2 separate regions of the Sus scrofa genome follow, and region 1 is linked to region 2. The links are chromatin contacts, called in public Hi-C maps. All regions are on one chromosome and are shown on one strand. The core of a region is the stretch at or near the end of the contact, and the rest is flanking DNA. Distances in the headings are between cores, read along the strand shown. Region 1 overlaps TMEM135 (transmembrane protein 135). Region 2 has its middle 14 kb from the start of FZD4.

Region 1 (2,747 bases), core at 182-2,681, 210 kb before region 2:
CACAGATGTACATTTATCCCCAAATTCATCGTTTTTTGCCTTAAATATGCACAGCTTTTAAATGTCAGTCACACCTCAATAAAGTGTTTTTTAAATAAAGCGTATTCTATGTTTTATATGGCCACAACAGACCTATTGACTGATTAAATATTCATTCTACTCACTCTTTCTACAAAAACTTACTGTACTACCATGCCGGGGTCTAGGACAGGACAACAGACACAGTACCTACAAGTGTGGAAGCTTGAAATGTGCTCTTTTGTAGTCCCTGAGCATAACCAGATATGCCTGTGTACAGTCATTTACTCTCAAGGACAAGTTCTCAAATGGCCCAGAAATCTTTCCCTGCTGCTGGCTTCTCATTACCTTCAGAGGTATCCCAGGTTACATCACTTTGCAAGATTCATGCAGCTCAATGTTCTGCCATATGCTGCCATCACAGAACTGTATAATTGTCATTAAAAAAAAAAAAGCCTGTATTTATTAAAAATTGGGAGCACATCTCCTATGGGAGACTATTAGAGAAGCACCAGTTTGGCTCCTAGCAGGCAAAGACATCTGACCTCTTTGCGTGGAAAGAGACCTATGTCACAAATACTGACTGACATGAATGAAACTATCAGAGACAGCTCAAGCCAAAATGTGGTTTATAAAACTTAACTGCTCAAAGACTGTACATTCCCAGGCCCTTATCAATGAATACTAACTCTGAACATTAGCTCTGTAAGAAGCAGGTTATAATCAGAAGGTTTACTGATGAACACAGGACCAAAGCAAGATAAATTAATTAAGGTTGAATACATACAGGTGTTAAGCTAAAACCAGAAGATCCACTATTCCTACTCTGTTTCTATCAGTGTCTTGCCACCTATCAGAGGCAAGACACATTCTTGGGCCATAGTATATTCTCTCTGCTGTCCTGGCCCTGCTAACCTTTCACCTACCACTCCTGGCTCTCCCTTTCTTGAATGACCAGCACCCTCTGTAATTTACAAAGTTCTCCTTTGGAATTGCTGATATACTCAATTATATTTCAGTCAAATGTGGTTCTTACCTAGGAACCTTTCTAAATCCTTCAAAGTGATTACATATCTTTGCTTTAGTTTCTTTTATGACTCTCACAATTGGGACAAAAGGTATTCAAAGTTCCCATCATTTACTGGCAAGAAAGAAATGCAGAAGAGTTCATTTGGGTAGTGTTAAAGTAATTTAAAACAGAAACCTTTAGACTGAGGTGGCTCTAATGCCTTGGTAGCCTACATAAGCAAATAAAACCTAAGCCAGGATAAAATTCCTATAAATGTCTCAAGGTTAAAAAAAAAAAAAAAAATCGAAACCTAAGAACAACCAGTCATAACAACCAACCACCTAGGTTTTTCCAAATAAGGCAATGGCTTAACCTACAGCCAATCAAATCATTTCTTTGCACTGCTTCATGTCTGCTCTGTAAAAACCTTTCCCCTGGCTTCTTTCCACAGAGCACTCCTAACCACCTTCAGTTTGGAGTTGCCCAATTAGAATCTGTTTGCTCAGATAAGTTCTTATAAAATGTAATGTGCCCCAGTTTATCTTTAAACAGTTCAAACCTGAAAAAGGTCTACAAATTTTATCCAAAAACCAATGGCTTTTATGCAGACAAACTGTGCTATCTGTTAATATTCACTACCAAGCCTACACGTGGAGAGAGAGGTAGAATATCTGATTTCATCCTCTTAATAATTATGAGTAGATTATTACTATGCCCAATTCATATTGATAAACATGCCCCAGATCTCACAGCTATGAAGTCAAAGAGCCCTTTCTTTACCAACTGATTATCCTGCTGTACTATCTCAAGAGAATTTCAATGCTTTATGTCTGGCGATCTTTACAAACAAGGGGCTTGCTAAAAAAACAAACAAGAGTTGCTAAAAAAATAGATCTCTTTAAGTGTTCCCTCACTTTCCAACCTCCACCTCCCAATCTTCTAACTGATCTTCAAAAGGAATAGACAAAGGGAAGGCAAGAGAGTGAATGGGTCAGAGGTACCAAACGTTATAATGCTTCCCACAGCCTCTTCAATACTACAAAATCTCCTTACTTTCTACGTTCTTTCCCTAGTTCTTCTCACTATACTTTTCATTCCAGATCTCACTAAGTCCATGACAAAAGGATGCCTAGGAATATGAGATAAAAGACACAGAACTTAGCAACAGCAATAACAGCTCTGCCCTTAAAACAGTCAATAAACTAGGCATATACAGTTACTTGACGGTAATAAACAATATGTTTACATGAAACACCAAAATCCAATTTCATTAAAAATTTCATGTTCCGAGAGGCAGCATTTCCCTCTGGAAAGTACTAATTGAGAAGAAATGAGATACTTTCTCTGAGCCTCAACTTTATATTTATAAAATGGGGCTAAGAATGCATATCTTTAGCACTGTTTTGAGGACTTAATGATACAATAAATGTATGTAAAGCATTTAGGCACATTACTTGGCACAATGATGAGGTACAATAAAATGATGGTGGTTGTTGCTACCACATAGCTTGGAAAATTTATGCTCTCACTTAAGTACACAATGTTATGATGATAAACCATTAAGCCAGAAACATGTGGTCCCTGAATCCCAAAGACAGATCTAAAGGACACCTGAAAAGTCCACTAAAACTATTTCAGGTTACAGCAAAAATCACAGAAAATCAGAGAACAAGAGCATGAGGTATGAAGATCACAATAGAACTTCCAAGGACAATACAAA
Region 2 (2,700 bases), core at 146-2,645:
TGATTGCAGAAAACCGCAAAGACAAGGTCCAGCTTCGAGTCCAAAAGTGCAGATGACGAAACGGAGAAGGAATTCATCTGTTATTAACAAGCTTAAAACTCCAAACCTGGAAAAACAAATCCTCTATTGCTTAGTAAATATTTGTGGAAGAGCTGAATGAGGGTCCACCCTGTGCCAGTCTGGGAGGGTCTCCCCAAGATACCTCAGGCACAACCTTTCGCTCCAGAAGTTCATGGCAACTAAGCACCTGCCCCTAAACCCGCTAAAGGACTCGGACCCGCGAAGGGATCAGCGCTACGGTTCCTATCATGTTTGCTATGTACTTTCTTCGTAATCTGAGTCCTAGGGCCTTGTTGGTTTAGTGTGGGTAGAACAGCTTCTGAGCGCTGAGTGCCGTGGGAAAAAGAAAACACTTTCCAAACCAGCGTCATCCCACTTGGTCCCGAAAGGACACGTCTGCCTCAACAGGTGACCGTGTGGGGAGGAAGAAGAGAAAGGAAAGGGCAGGTCCCTCCCAAGGACCAGACCTTTTCTCAAACTTGGTCTGCTCGCCAACACCATCCTCTGTGCAGAATGTCAAAAATAGCAAAATTTCCGAGGTGCCCTCGGCGGCGTGTAGTCAAAGGATGGGCCGCCTCCATCTGCACGTGTTTTCGGGCGCACGTGTTGATTTATGATCCTCGCCCCGCGTAGGTGGCGTGCGTAGGTGCGTCTGTCCTCCGGACCCGCTCTCTTGCGTCCCTCGTGCTGTGATGCTATGAACCCAAAGAGACTGCTCCGTGGAAGTGAGGCGCACACCCCACCCTCCCGCCCAGAGCGAGAGGCAGACATGTGTGAATAAACTTGGCCGCCAGACGCCTGTGGGGAGGTGCGGGCGGCGAGTCGGGCCCGTGTAACTGGAGCCTGAGACTCTCGCAGTGGGAGGGAAGGTGGGCTGAGGCCAAGTTCCGAAAGGCGCAGGGGAGGTGGCCCAAGTGTGAGGGCGAGGGAGGCGCACGTCCACGCTGGTGTTTCGCAGACCTGGCCCCGGCTGCTGCGGGGGCTGTGGGCTGGAGACAGGCGAGCAGGAGGCAGGCAGACCGGTGTGGGCGACAAAGCACCAGGGCCTGGGCGAAGGGGGGAGCAGAGAGATGGAAAGGAGGGGGCGATTTTCAGAGAAACCACAACACACGGCGTCCTCTGCGCACAGTTCAGTGAGCCGAAGCTGTGCTTTCTAAAGCGCCTGCCTTTCAGAGCCCTGGAGCTTTCTGTTTGCTCTGCACACCTGATCTAGTCCACTCCCCCGGTTGGGTTGCCAGTTCTAGATAAATGACGACCCTGTCACTCCAGGGCTGCCGCAGATCGCACCCGGGAGAGCTGGGGTTTCCCCAGTGAGACTGTCCCCTCCCCCCACCCCCAGGCCGGCCTGACACCAGCGGTTGGTGGCTGGAAGGGACGAGGGCCTTGGGAGGAGAGCCCAGTGTTTAGCTGTTTATGGAGTGTTAAGGGGCCCCTCCCTCCACGTCTTTCGGGCTCAGGGTTTCCTATCAAGACACTTCTCAGAAGAGCCTATGGGCTAGTTCCATAGGAAGAGCTTCATTTCCTACAAACTTAATCCCGTTCGCATCTCCCATCTAGATGTTACTTCTCTACACAGCTTTCTTTGCAGGCTACTGTTATCAAAGTCTGGACTGCCCAACCAGATCCATTGGCAAAAGGTATCGTGAGCACACGCATTTTCCCTAGTCCTCTTCCTTTTAAATCAGAGATTCTGTATAACATTTTCCATAAGTGAAAGAGAGAGAACCACTTCCTAGCTTTTTTTTTTTTTTTGAAACAACAGACCTTCCTTTTGGATTTACATCAACATTTAGCTAACTTCCTGAACACTTCACCCATTTCCTGAACTTATTCTGAGGAAGGAAAAACATCCTCCTTCAGAAATAAATGCAAATAATCGCAGAGATTATTTTTATTAAATAAATAGTGTAAATGCAATGGAATTTCCTGTGCAATGTACGTTTACTGTGGCTATTTCAACAAAAATCTATTTGTTGTGATCCTGTAGGGATCATCGTATTTGCAGGAATCTGAGGAATTAAAATCATCATGTATCTACTCTAGAGATAAGTCCTGAACATTTGCATTTTTTGCTGTTGTTAAAAAAATATTTTTTTTTAACTGAAAAAAACGCTAGGGGAAATGGTTTTCTTTGGTCAGCAAGTTTGAAGTTTTCTTTAAAATGGGATTCTTATGACACCTAGTGGTGAATATGGGAAGGACACCTTCAGAGTCGAAGATGACTTCCTAGAAGAGTCTCAACGGTCAGGATTTTTTGTTTATGCATCTGCTTGGGAGAAAACACACCATTCCAAGCACACACACACACACACACACACACACACACACACACACACACATAATGCTTTTTTTTCCCATTATAGCTGGTTTACAGTGTTCTTTCAATTTTCTACTGTAGAGCATGGTGACCCGGTTACACAAACATATATACATTCTTTTTCTCACATTATCATGCTCCATCAAGCACTTCTTAATGCCCTTATTGCCTTAGAATCCTGAGAAGAGGTGACGTGGCAATGGCAACCCTTAAGCACTTCTGGAGATGTTCTCCTCCTTGATTAATATTTCCTCAGAGCCAGCCACCACCTAAGACTAAACTGGTTCAATTTGAGAATAAATGAAAAATGTGAGACTTTGCAA

What was found. Hi-C and Micro-C count contacts between places; a contact is called where the count stands out from the background.
Region 1: a Hi-C map of liver shows a contact between it and region 2, with 4 times the contacts expected there. The contact joins two enhancer-like sites. A contact is called at or near these places in 1 of 47 Hi-C or Micro-C datasets (liver) and 2 of 2 datasets of contacts at active chromatin or transcription factors (alveolar macrophages and skeletal muscle).

Annotation. Positions count from the first base shown.
Region 1 is chr9:20,921,070-20,923,816 of Sscrofa11.1, reverse strand. The region is part of intron 7 of TMEM135 (transmembrane protein 135); the gene reads right to left. Among named protein-coding and RNA genes, the nearest start is that of TMEM135, 180 kb to the right of the region's middle. Within about 2 kb of position 1,431, at least 6 of the 83 cell types and tissues checked have an H3K27ac peak or open chromatin away from gene starts, as enhancers often do. A contact at or near this core is called in liver, where this site is marked.
Region 2 is chr9:20,706,401-20,709,100 of Sscrofa11.1, reverse strand. No RefSeq gene overlaps it. Among named protein-coding and RNA genes, the nearest start is that of FZD4, 14 kb to the left of the region's middle. Within about 2 kb of position 1,395, at least 39 of the 83 cell types and tissues checked have an H3K27ac peak or open chromatin away from gene starts, as enhancers often do. A contact at or near this core is called in liver, where this site is marked.